2 separate regions of the Sus scrofa genome follow, and region 2 is linked to region 1. A link is a contact called in public Hi-C data. All regions are on one chromosome and are shown on one strand. Each heading gives the region's core, a stretch centred on a gene start, on an enhancer-like site or on the middle of the called end of the contact. The rest is flanking DNA. Distances are from core to core; before and after follow the strand shown.

Region 1 (7,100 bases), core at 2,524-5,023:
AGTGAAACAAACATAAATAAAAAAATAAAATGTGACATAATTAAGACAGAGAATAAGAGTAGTATTTGATACAGTTGTCAGGAAAGGCTTGGATGTGAAGGTGAGAGCTGAACAGGGATGTAAGTGAAGTTATAGAACAAGCCATAGGGAAGAGCATCCCAGGCACAGGGAACAGCAAGTGCAAAGACTACTGCACAGGACCATGCTGGTGAGCCTGGGCAACAGTGAGGAACATATAGTGAGAAATTTGAGGAAGTAATTCAGTATCGAGTCATGTATGACCTTGTCTAGAAATGTTGCTAGTCATGATGACAAATCATTAACTATTTAAGAGCAGAATGTGACATATTATTACTAGTAAAAAAATAATAGTAGTTACATAACACTTCAATCATGCCTGTCTCTCTTCCAAGTGTTTTGCTTATATTAACCCACTGAATTTTACAAGCCTACAGTGTAGATATTATCATTGGTATTTTACAGATGAAACTGAGGCACAAAGAAGTTGATTAACATGAGTTTGCTATATTAATTTGTTAGAGAATTTGAAGCTGAACCCAGGCAGTCTGGCTCCAAAGAGTTGACCTCAACCACTAGCCTATAATTATTCTGAATTCCATTTATGAGGATCATTGTCAAGCTTGAGGAATGACTTTAGGGGGCAAGAGTTTAAGCAGGGGACCAGTTGGGGGAAAAATACAGACTTTGGCAATTGTGGTAAGGAGAGAAATAATGGTCAGACTTGAGGTATAGAGGAAACAGAAGATTTGCTGATGGATTGCACATGGGTTCTAAGAGAATGGGCGGGATCAAGGCTGAAATCAACTTTTAGCCTGCACAAGTGGGTGAAAGGTAGTATTTCTGACAAAGCTGGGAAGATTAGAAGAGGAGGTGGTTTGATGAGGGGTAAACATATTAAAGAGTTTGTTTTGAACATGTGATGTTTGATATGTGTATGAAAAATTTAAAAATTGACAGGAAGGAGGCAATAGGGTAGGAGAGTCTAGGGTTCCTACTGTGGATTTAAGTTTACACGTTTTTATCACATAGATGTTTGAGATGAGAATCTCTAGAGGGGAATATTAGTAAGCCAAGGATTGAGCTCTGGAACATACAAAATCTCAGAGATCACAAAGAGGTAAAGGAATGAATGAAAGACTCCAGAAAGGAGCAGCAGATAAAATTGACAGAAAACAAGGAGTCAAACAAAAAGGAGTTGGAAGGAGAAACTAAACTGTGTCTGATGTTGCTAAATAGGTCAAGTAAGATGAAGATCAAGAATTGACCAATGAACTTGGCAAAGTGAAGGTCATTAGATACCTGACTACTGTGTGTTCAGGACAAAAATCTGATTGGACTGAATTCAAAGGAAAAGCAAAATTCAGAGTCCTCCTTAACAACTATCACAAAATGGTTAAAAATAATCTGAACAAAGTGAAGTTTTGAAGCAGAGGGAAGAAGAGAGTAATGATATTTTTCCATATATTCAATCAGTTTCAAATATTTTTTTGAGCATCTCTAATGCACTCAACACTGTTAGGCACCAGTGAGATTGAAGTCTCTTTCATTCATTCACTTAGGCCATGATTGATCATAGAATACCCAGTATGTGAGTTTTCAAACATTTTTTAATTGTTACAATAATGTTCTGCCATTAGGCAAATTTAAAAAGGAAAAATACTCTCATAATTCTGTACATTAACATTTTCTAATTCCTTTCAAATACTGTCCATATATTTTCATAACTTTTATACAACCTTATTAATTATAAGCCTTTTCCTTTGCAGACATATTTTCATAATCTGTTAATGATGACAGTAAATACTGTATTGTATGAATATATGGCATTGTTTATCTAATCATTTTCATCTCCAGCCTTTTATGTTTCTTCAAATTACAATATTTAATATTATGATTACTTGTCTATATGCCTGTCATCCTCGTTAAGCTATGAGTAGCTTCTCAAAGTCCAAGACTACATCTGGTTCATTTCTGAATCACCAATATCTGCCTGGCACAGAGTCAGGACTTCAAGAAAGCACATGAGACTGTCTAGTGGAGTGGTTAAGGTCAAGAAACCTTTCTCAGTATTCATTTCAGAGTCCCTTCTTGTGGGCTTGTGGGCTTGTGGCCTTGGACAAGATGCAGCTCTTCTCTGTCTCATTTATAAACTGAGCTAATGATAGTACCTTATAGATTATTTGAAAATTAAATAACATGCAAGTGTCTGCTGCATTGTAAGCACAGGCTATATAAATGCTTGATGAATACATTATATAAGAAAAAAATTAAATGCCCTGGAATATATTTAATGATGTATATAATCAAATAATTGTTTTATTTCTGCTTCATACCATAAACTTTTAAATTTTTGGATTCTTTCCTTTTTGGTTTAGTAACAATCTTGAGAGCATGTACTGTGTGCCAGGTATTCAGAGACAGCTAATTTCTCAGGATCAATTTCTGTAAGTGATAACAATAAAGGGAATAACATGAACATTGCTACGGCTTCAATTATACTGTTATTTTACCTTGGGAAGTTGAACCTTCTGAGGGCAGGATAGCATCAGAGTTTTGCACTGCTGTCCACCTTTAGCTGGCGCCCAGAGAATGGCACCTCCTAGTTCCATTGTTAGTACACAAAGACCCTTCCTTCTTTCATGTCTTTTTCTCTCCTTCTCTATGACTGATTTTTTTTTTGGGGGGGGATCTCCCATTTCTTGAATAAATAGATTCCATTACATAATTAAGAGCGGAAGAAAAATCATGGAGATGGTAGTGAGCAAAGCATATGTGAAGAGAGGAGTCAAGTGGGTAGATGGGACAGGTGATGAAGGGCCTTGCCACCCTGGGAGAAATTGTGATGGACTACTAACAGAAGGATCTTGAACAAAGGCCTTGAGAGTCATTACGTAGAGCTCCTCAGGATGACCATAGGTACTACTATCTAGAGCGGGAGAGGATGTCTCAGGGCTCTTGCAGAAATCTGGAGAAACGGAAGTGAATGAAAAGAGGTAATTCTTTTTGAGATTGTTTGCTTCTATAGTGATTATTTCATTCATTCACTCACTCAGTGAATACTGAATGCCTACTTTGTGCCAGGCACTGTGCTAGGCACACTGGGTATACACCAGTGGAAAATATAGATTCGGTCTTGCTGTCATGACCAGATGTTTGATCCCATGCCTGTCTCTTGTGGTGGAGCGGGAGCTCCAGACCACCTAGATCCTGTCTGTTTCTTCCTGTCGCACTCTGGTCTTGGCACACGGTGGCGGCGCAAATCCTGCGGCTGGACTGATTCACTCACAGCCTTGGTGCAGCTAGAGAGCTAAAATACACAGAGCCAGGAAGAAAAGGCAGGGTGGCAGCGATCTCAACTGTGAGACCAGGATCTTGCAATGAGCTGTGCGCAAATGTGCTGCTCCTTGTAGAGCGGGGCGGGGCAGCGAGGGACGCATCGCCCCAGAGCCCATGGCATCGTGCCAAACTGCTTGACCCACGCTCTTGCTCCCCGCGCGGTCCAGTGGGCTCAGTCGGTGGCCGACGCCGAAGGGCCTAGCTCAGCCTGGGGTCTGCGGGCAGCCGGCCTGGCACGGCTCCTCCTCGCCGCGGGCGGGGCTGCCCTCGGTGCCGCCCCGCGGCCTCTGAGCTGGGAAGCCCTGAGAGCTGGTGGCTGGCCAGCGGAGGCGGCGGGTGGAGCCCGAGCAGCGCGGCGGCGGCCAATCGCGCCGCGCCGGGGGAGGAGCCCCAAAGGGGGAAAAAAGAAAGTGCGGCGGAAAGTAAGAGGCTCATTGCGGGAAGACTGGCCAGATCGGGGTACCCCGGGCTCTGCTTTGGTCAGGCGCACGGAAAGAGGCGGTGCTGGGTGATCCTGCACGCACACCCGCCGCCTTCGCCGCGCTTGCTCTGCTTCTCAAGTAAGGTAAGCCTTTGGCGGCGACGAAGACTTGGGGGACAGAATTTCTGGGTGGGAAGAGTCTTACAGATCGTCTGCTACAACCCTATTTCCTAGAAGGGCAAACTGAGGCACAGAGCGAGGCAGCGGCTGGGACTGGTCTCACAGCTAGTTACTGCTGTGACCAAGACTTGAACCCTCTGTCCGGAGCCCCATCTTTGCTTTGTAGGCATTGAAGGAACGCAGTTGCGGGACGGCTGAGCGTCGCAGCACCCCTCTCCCAGCTCTTTAAGGGATTTATCCTGGTGTACCCACGCCTTGGTTTCTCCAGAGTGCTGCTATGAATGGCGAGGATTGAAGGGGGCAGTGTGCCCCAGCGTGCCCACTCGGTATCATGTCGCTTCCAGCCTAGACCAGTGATAGCCTGGGTAAAGGCTGTTTGCAGCTTTGCTGCTTCCCTTGACCTGTTTTCTGAGGCCCGCTAAGGGTGTTCATCAGACCCCTGGAGGAGTCGTTACCGTGGAGAGGTGAGGGACGCCCGGGCGCCCGTCACCTCTTTTGGTACAGTGCTCTCTCCAGCCCTGGAGGAAGCAGGGCAGGTGGTCCTGTGGGAGGTAGATGCTTTTCTTGTAGGAATAGCTGACCTCACGGAGCTAGAGCCCCTCTCACTTCTAATTCCTGGGAGGGAACATGGAAGCCTAGTTAAAGAGAAAAATCACAAACTTCTGCCGTTTCCTTTAAGAGCCTGTCCCTAGCCTGTCTTGCCTCCACCCCCTGGTTGTGAAATTGTGAAATAGAGCTCTGCTCCACTGATCTCAGGTTAGCTACCAGCTGAGAAGGAGGATTTTCCTGACTTTGACTCCAGCTCTGCTGTGTTTTAGCTATGTGAACTTGAGCAAGTTATCCTTATCCAATCTTTCTGATACTCAGTTTTATCTTGTTTTGTTTTGTTTTCCCAGCCCTAAAATGGAGATTATAAGGGTCACATCGAGTCCTTGGGGCACTTGGGAGGATGAAATAGGATCATTCAAATAACATGGCTAGCACAGTGGCTGGCCTGGCACCTGGTCAGCTGGACATTGATGGTAGCACTTGTAAATATTGTTACATAGTAACCCTGGAGACAGTAGGTTTTTAGAAAGCTGATTTTTCAGGTAGAGTGACTTTTCTTTTTCCTTTTTTTCTTTCTTTTTCTATTAACCTGAATGTCATGGTGTTTTCTTCTTTGGGATGGCTCTTTTATAGTGTTTTCTGAATGCCCTCTACATATGACTTTGATCCTGGATGCTTGACTTGGAATGTAAAATGTTTCTCAGTAATGCCAATTCCCTGCTAGTTTTTAGGCCAAGCCTCAGGTCTATGAAACTTTGATCTCAGGCATCCTTTATTGGCAAAGAGGGTCTTGAATTTGATGAGAGGTAGGGAGACAAGAGAAAAAGTTGGAAGTTCCATCGATGTTACAGACTATTCTAAACCTTTTATTCCCTGCTGTCTCAGGTCAGAGAAGCAGCTTTATAGTTTTCATCTAGCATAGGAAAACAACAAGATTCCCATGTATTTCTTTTGGATTATAAGTGATGCTGCTAAATTCAGTCCCTTCTGAACACAAAATTACCTTATTGAAACACAAACATCCACATGTGCCCACAGTCATCCTCCTTTATTCTTGGTATTATTGGTATTTTAAAATGAAGTAGTATTCCTTATATGACTCCCACCTGACTCATAGCAATTGATTTTATTCCTGATTGACTTCATACAATTACTTATTGTTATCTCCTAGTTATTCTGTAAGTCTCTGAACTGAGCATCCAGTATTTATAGTTGTCTGCCTGCTTCATAGTCCATCACATATGCCTGTGTTATTGATGTATGCAGGGCAGGGGTGTGATACATCTTGAGGAAGGAAAGGGTTCGGTGGTACTCTCTAAGGGACCTCCGCCACCAAGCTTTGCAGAGGGTGGGATCACCTGCTTCCATCAGCCTGTTCCGTGTGCATGCATTGTGATGAGCTGGCCAGGATACATCTGAACGCGTGCCTGGAGAGACTGGAGACTTGCGGGGAAAAAGAAAATGTTCAAAATAAGGTCAGAACAAGGGGATGGGAGATTGAAAGCTAATTCCTTTTTGTTCTGATTCTTTAAAGAAAGGATACTCAGCTATACCTTTCCTCCTTATTGAGATTATTTATTACCAAACCCATATATGTGTATACATAGGTATAAAACTTTTAAATTTCCAGTGTAGTCCATATATATTATCTTCCTTACTACTTGCAATAGCCTTGAAAGAAGGACATGGTGGACATATTAATAGTGGAACGATAATATAATAATATGATAAAGTGTGAAAAAACTGGTTTTGTGGTCAAGTTCAAACTCCAGCTCTAATTCCTATGTGGCTGGGTGATACTAAGCATTTATTTCACCATTTAGAGCTTCTGTTTCATCCAATTCTAAAGTGAAAAAAAATGCCTGCACCAAGGTTTCATGTGAGAATTAAATTAAATGGATGGATGTAAAGTCCAGGGAGTGAGTAGGTACTCATGAAATTATCTCTCTTCTTAGTTGATCTCAATTTATTGAGAAGAAAATTGAGTAAGAGTCAGAGAAATGAGTGTGTTGCCAAAGGTCACGTGTAGTAAGTTGCAGGCTTGGAAATACAGTTCACATCTTTTGACTTCCAGTTAAGGGCTTTTCCCGTCTCTCTCCAATGAGATCTTTAACAGTCTACATCAGCTGTTATGTTGACCTTATTTATTTGGTGATCCTTTCTGTCCTGAAGAGGATTTTTCCTTGCTAAGAAAACTATGCTCTCTAGAGTTTAGTGGCGCCAGTCTCAAGAGAGGAAGTCTCAAAGTGATGATCTCTAAGGCATCCTTCGTACTCATGTGTTTGACGTAATGCACCTTGAATTCCTAGGAGGAAGGGTACTATGAAGACGTAAAGTTCAGAATTATGTCCTGTTTTTCTTCCTGTTCCGAGTGGTTTCTCTTTCTGCCACCCTTGTGCTAATATGCAGGATGTTAAGAAGATTGAGAAACAAAGGCCCTGAGTGACCATAGGATTTTTCTCTTCTTTTTCCAATTCTGAGGGTAAGGGGTGGAATCTAGTGAATAGTATGCAGAGGCCACATTTGCAGAAAGACCACCCCTGGCTGGTGATGTTGATCACTGGTCTGGAGTTTCAGTCCTCCTTGTGGAAAC
Region 2 (6,742 bases), core at 2,293-4,792, 120 kb after region 1:
CTCCAGATCCTTAACCCACTGAGCAAGGCCAAGGACTGAACTCACATCCTCATAGGTAATAGTCAGATTCATTTCCGCTGAGCCACAATGGGAACTCCCGTTATTAATATATTTTTTAAAAATCCATTTCAGGTAATCCACTAACCTTTTTTTTTTCTTCCCTATTTTGAAATATCCACCCAGAAGGAGCCAAAATAACTGAGCAAATAATGAAGATGACAGTGGAAATTAGCACAGTGTGTTGTTAACATAACATGTACTCAGAAATATCAAGGACACAGAAATTTTCATGCCAGCTACTCAAACTGGTCTTAGTAAATTCTCATCAACTGCACTGACACAGCTCCTGGCATTTTATGATGGGAGTTTTCTTCTTTTAAAGCACCATTTGTTTATGGGAGGAGTACAAGAGCACCTGATAATTGGGCACTGCTGAGTCCCAGGCTATCTCTGTGGCAGGACTAGGATCCTGAGTTTAGGAGAATGAACACAAAGCTCAGTGATTTTCCCTTTCCTTAGGGAACATCAGGCTTTGCCCCAGGCTACACACCATTTTCCCCTTAGGATAGCTACCTGTTTAAAATAAGGTTTTTCTACTAGTATAGAATCAGTAATTGAACGTCATGGTAGTGTTATGCAAATCCCTCTGAACTTTGGAGTCAGGGATCCTTGATAGCAATCCCAGCTTTGAAGAAAATTCTTCTATGCTCTGTCTTGGCCAACACTTAACACTTATAATGTTCAGGTGCTCAAAAAGGCCTTTTCTCACCCCCCTGCCTGATGTATTTCTCCTTCTCCAACCCCTTCCCTCAGGCACGTCTATCACATTACACTGGTTTATTTCCTTTATAGCACTGGTCTCTCTCTAATATTTTAAATATTTAAAATATTATTTTAAATCAAGCTTATATATTTATTATTTCCTTATTTACTTTGCTGCAACAAAATATTAGCCCTAAAAGAGCTGAGACCCTTTCTGTCTTATCTACCACTATAACCTTGACAGCTTAAAGCAAATACTACATGTCAATAAGTAAGTGTCAAATCCACAAATACATAATTTAAGTCACCCCTGCTTCAGATCCAGTAAATATTTTGTTTCTTCTTCAAACTCTGAAGTTTCATTGTCACAAGATAATAACGTAGTCAAATGAAGTTACTAATACGTAGTATAGTACTAGATTTGTTTTAAATATCCCAGAAATGTGTAGTACTGTATCCAGAAATATTCATTCAGATCCTAAGAGTTCTTGGAAAGGGTGGATGAAGAAGACATAATCTCTACCTAGAGAACTGCAAATGTATAGTTTAATGGCGGAGTTGAGAAAGAGCGTAGAATCTGGTAATAGCCAAATTACAATAGAATAAGAGCGCTCTACTAGAATTATAAGCAAAAAAGAAGAGTGGAGAATTACTTTGTGGTGCAGCGAGTTAAGGATCTGGCATTGCCGCAGTTGTGGTGCAGGTCCCAACTGCAGCCCAGGAACTTCCACATGCTTCAAGTGCAGCAAAAAAAGAACAGTGGGGATTTTTGCAAGATGGGAATCATATTGCAAGAAATGTTTATTCCAGGAAAACTCATACAAAATAATGGCATTTGAGCATAATCTTGAAAACTAAAGAATGAGCAAGAACTGTAACGGCCAAAAGTAACATCATGAACAAAAGCATGAATTTAAATCTTACCAATGTTGGCATTCCCACTGTGGCTCACTGGGTTAAGAACTTGATAAGTAACCATAAGATCCCTGGCCTCCCTCATTGGGTTAAGGGTCTGGTGCTGCAGAAAGTTGTGGTGTAGATTGCAGATATGGCTTGGATCCCAAGTTGCCATGGCTGTTGCATAGGCTGGCAACTGCAGCTACAATTCAACCCCTATCCCCAGAACTTCCATACACCACAGGTGTGGCCCTAAAAAGAAAAAATAAAATAATAAAATAAAATATTTGAACAATCATATCACAAAAGAAGCTACTATAAAATGTAGATACCATAAAAAAAATCTTAAATGATGTTTTTGAGAAAAGGAGTCGAGCAAATGAGACAGAAAAGTGGTTAGTGGTTTGATTGTGACAGATATTGTTTACAGAGATGAGTTAATGTTTAACTTTTAGGTATTCGAGAATTACTTCACTTGACTTTTGATGATTTCAAAGACACAGCTAAAATTTATTTTATCACGTAAAAGTAAGCAGATAATGTGGAAATCTGTCATAGTTGGCCCTTAGAAGTTTACCTTTAGAACTTAGGACTGTGGACCTGAGAGATCCTTTCAGAGCCAAGTACACTCAGCATTTGGTGGATACCTTCATTTTCTGCTCAATGATAACAAGATTCTTTAGGCCTATTGCCAAATATAAAGAAAAAGGAATTAAATTTCTTCCATATGGCACTAGATAAGAGGATAGAACTAAGACTGATAAAAAAACATTAAGATTTTTGTTCAATTCAACTTCAACAATTAAAATTCTACTACGATCATGTGCTGGTTCAGGTAAGAAATGAGTTTCTACTGAGATGAGGGTTCCATCCACAGCCTGGCACAGTGGGTTAAGGATCTGGTGCTGTTGCAGCTACAGTGTAGGTTGAAGCTGAGGCTCAGACTCAATCCCTGGCCGAGAAATTACGTATGCTGTGGGTATGGCAAATGAAAAGAAAAGAAAAGGACAGGGAATTCCTTTTGTGACTCAGCAGAAATGAATCTGACTAGTATCCATGAGGACGCAGGTTTGATCCCCTGGATTCTCTCAGTGGATTAAGGATCCAGCATTGCCATGACCTGTGGTGTAGGTCGTAGATGTGGCTTGGATCCCATGTTGGCTGTGTTGTAGGCCGGCAGCTGTAGCTCTGATTGGACCCCTCGCCTGGCAACCTCCAAATGCCACAGGTGTGGCCCTAAAAAAAGAAGACAAAAAAGAAAAGGACAAACAGGTTAGAGTCACACTTTTCAAAAATATTTTTGAGAAGATTCAAATATAAGTGTGTACGTTGAATTGGATGACCTTTTAAATTCTTCCCAGTGATAAGATTCTGTTTTAATCTGTATATCATCAAAGTCTATTCAATTTATCTAATAGTAAAAAAACATCTTTTTTTTTTTTTTTTTTTTTTTTTTGTCTTTTGCCATTTCTTGGGCCGCTCCTGCAGCATATGGAGGTTCCCAGGCTAGGGGTCTAATCGGAGCTGTAGCTGCCAGCCTACGCCAGAGCCACAGCAACACGGGATCCAAGCCACGTCTGCGACCTACACCACAGCTCGTGGCAACGCCGGATCCTTAACCCACTGAGCAAGGTCAGGGACCGAACCCGCAACCTCACGGTTCCTAGTCAGATTTGTTAACTACTACGCCACAAAGGGAACTCCAAACAAAACCACCTTTTATGCCAGTTTCTAGAAACAAAAAGATAAATGCTCCAGGGTCTAGTATTAAAACATAGTGCTTAACCTCTACCGTGCTATCCCTGCTTGTTCACTCAGGTAAGTCAGGTTCATAGCTCAGCTGCTTGGCTTAGTCAGCTATTTGCAGGATGATGGGTCACTGTGATCACCATGTACAAATCAATGTTTCTTTGTTGTTCACCCCATAATAGCTCCCAGATACACAGTGGAACTGGCATGTGGTTTTGGAGCCACAGTCCTGCTGGTGGTGATTCTCATTGTTGTTTACCATGTTTACTGGCTGGAGATGGTCCTCTTTTATCGGGCTCATTTTGGAACAGATGAAACCATTTTAGGTGAGTAAGGAAAGTTTGATGCAAATCTCTTCTACTGTCATCTCAGGAAACATGTTGGCTTGATAAAACCTGGAGTAATTGGAAGATATAATTAGACTAACTTTTGTTTCAGCCCATACTATTGAAAATCTTCCTAATGCATATTATTCTGCTTTCCTGGGTTAATATGTGATTTAGTCTAGATTGGCACAGTTCAAACAGAAATACAATGCAAGCCACAATGTAACTTCAAATTTTTCTAGTGGTCACATAAGGGAAAGCTAAAAAAAAAAAAAAATGGGAATAATTTTAAGAATGTATCAATTTAATATTCAAAATACTACAATTTTAGCTAATCATTAATATTAATAGAGATATTTAGTCTTTTTTTGGTACTAAAATCATCAAAATTCAATGTGTAGTATATTTTACACTTAGAGCATATATCTCAATTCAAACCAGCTGCATTTTAAGTGCTCAAAAGCTACTTGTGGCTACTGTACTGGACTTCATGTGCTCTTTGTACTCAGAGGTGATCCATGTACCGGAAGTATCACATAAGAGCTTATTAAAAGGAGAATCTAAAGCTTGACCCCTATGCCAAATCAGAATCTAAATTTTAACAATAACCCTAGATTCACATACATATTGAAGTTTAAGCAGCTCTGTTCCAGTGCATATGTGTCTGGTGACAAGAAGGAAATATTTGATAATACACTTGCTTAGATCCATCCTATAAAGATTTCATTGTGTAGGTTTGTGGAAGAGACACGGAACCTGTCTTTTTAATGAGAGATGATTTTTATAATTAGGCAGCTATTGTTAGAAGAGATTTGGTTCTTTGAATTTAAGTATACTTTAAATTGTAGGTATTTTCAGGTGTAAATATTTTGGGCAGTTTCTGAAGGTTTTTCTCAGTTTATAGTTCTAATATATTAATAAATGACATACTAGGACAGTAATTAGAAATTTTCTGCATAACATTGTTGCCAGCACCTATGATTGACTATTTGCTTCCTGATTCTATGAATTCATAGTTGAATGAGCCAAATCTCACTCATTCTCCACTACAAAATCTAAACTCAGTGAGATGAAAGTAGAAGACACATCAGATAAAATTTGCAATTATGCTTTAAAATAGTCATTTTGCCTGGAGACCTGTCACAGGTGGGAAATTATATTGAAATCTGTCAGCCAATTCGCAAATGTAACAAATGAAAATGTCTACTATTCAAAAGTTTGATTTAAGAAAAAATTGAATACTATTGAGAAACTTTCCTAATTTATATTGATTTTTTTTTTTTTTTTTTTGCTGTTGCTAGATGGGAAGGAATATGATATTTATGTATCCTATGCAAGGAATGCTGAAGAAGAAGAATTTGTATTACTCACCCTCCGTGGAGTCTTGGAGAATGAATTCGGATACAAGCTGTGCATCTTTGACCGAGACAGTCTGCCTGGGGGAAGTAGGTATTTCAAATGAGCACAAATGATACTACCCTGAGAGGCAGAGCCCATGTTTAGCTTTGGTCATGTCTGAGAGTTGTGACACAGCCTATGTTGGCATCTTTGAACATTCCAAGGTCCATTTCTTTGATGTAATAGTACTCTCCAGGAATAAATCTACACTGTAAGATGTAGACTATTCAAGTGAAGTTTATGGTATTAAAATATTTTCTCTTGTAAGCTTTGAAAACTCGATATCAGAAAAGTGTAACTGCACAATGCATTTGTGCTCTAAGTGCCACAGCTTTAAACATTTTGTTTACTCACATTTAAATTTTTAGAAGGTTTAGCTTAGCTAATCTGCATTAATTTGCTTAGAATTTTTTTATGATGACGGAGATTAAACAAAACACTTCTAAAGACTGAGGTTTCCGCAATTTTGCTAAAAAGTGAGCTGCAGAAGAGAGTGTATGGAATCCTTTATATCACTTATTGATAATAATTAGAATTATTTGTCCTTGGCATTTGCTAATTTCTCTGCTTTTGTTTTCTAGCAAACCAGTGCTACTCAAATATCACCTTTCCTTGGGTCTCTATCAGCTTACATATTTGAGATAAATTTAAAATTTTACATAGGACACTGTATTATAATAGGTTAAAAAAAAAAAAAGCTTGAGATGCTGAATGTTAAAAAAAAGTATACTTTAAATTTTCAGATCCAGACAGTTAACACATGAAGCGATGATATATTTGAGTCTGTTTGATAAATATGTAATAGCACTCCTAAACCCATGGTTAAACTCTATACTATTAAAATGCGTATGATGTTTTTTAGCTTTACAGCTAAATAATTCATTTTCTTCTAAAATCCCGTTTACATTAATCACTTAAAGTGTTTTGTAATGTTATACCTGATCATTGAGATAGAGAATAGACATCATTATTCTCATTTTAAATTAGGTGGATCACTTTATTTCCCCAGTCATCACCCAGAAGTCCACCTTGCTTCTGTTCTACAGTGGAAATCTCCTTCAGTGTAATTTTACAAGGAAATGATGATTTGGCTACCTAGTTAATGGATAATTCATTTTAAGGTGTAAAATCCTAAATAATTTATTCATCTATTTATTCATTTATACAGATAGTCAACAAATATTTACTCCTGTGTGAAAAGTTCTATGACCATATATAGTATAGCAACAATGTAATAAATAGCCTCCAGTAGGGATTGAGAGCCTTTGAAGAATTCAAGTTCTACATAATTATCCTTGCATCTTGCTTTTGAATGTTAATCCTTGTAACCTTCTGCATTCACCCTGCTGCTTTTGGGTCCTCTTTGCCTCTGGCTCTTTTTCCCTGCTTACACATGGTCAACCTCTAGCAACACTGCTTGGAGCAGGCAGTTACTTAATCCTGCATTCTCTCCAGGGTGCACATGCTATTTATTTTATTTTATTTTTATTAGAGTATAGTTGTTTTACAGTGCTGTGTCAATTTCTGCTGTGCAGCATAGACACCCAGTCATATATATATATATATATATATATATATATATATATATATATATATAACACACACACACA

Evidence for each region. Hi-C and Micro-C count contacts between places; a contact is called where the count stands out from the background.
Region 2: a Hi-C map of liver shows a contact between it and region 1, with 3 times the contacts expected there. The contact joins the enhancer-like site here to the promoter of IL1RAP in region 1. A contact is called at or near these places in 1 of 5 promoter capture datasets (liver), 4 of 47 Hi-C or Micro-C datasets (liver and skeletal muscle) and 1 of 2 datasets of contacts at active chromatin or transcription factors (alveolar macrophages).

The regions. Positions count from the first base shown.
Region 1 is chr13:127,929,899-127,936,998 of Sscrofa11.1, forward strand. IL1RAP (interleukin-1 receptor accessory protein) reads left to right here and starts at 3,774. Exons shown (of 11, transcript XM_005670066.3): 1 at 3,774-3,922.
Region 2 is chr13:128,054,594-128,061,335 of Sscrofa11.1, forward strand. IL1RAP (interleukin-1 receptor accessory protein) reads left to right here. Exons shown (of 11, transcript XM_005670066.3): 9 at 3,591-3,734; 10 at 5,036-5,179. Among named protein-coding and RNA genes, the nearest start is that of IL1RAP, 120 kb to the left of the region's middle. Within about 2 kb of position 3,543, at least 1 of the 83 cell types and tissues checked has an H3K27ac peak or open chromatin away from gene starts, as enhancers often do. A contact at or near this core is called in liver, where this site is marked.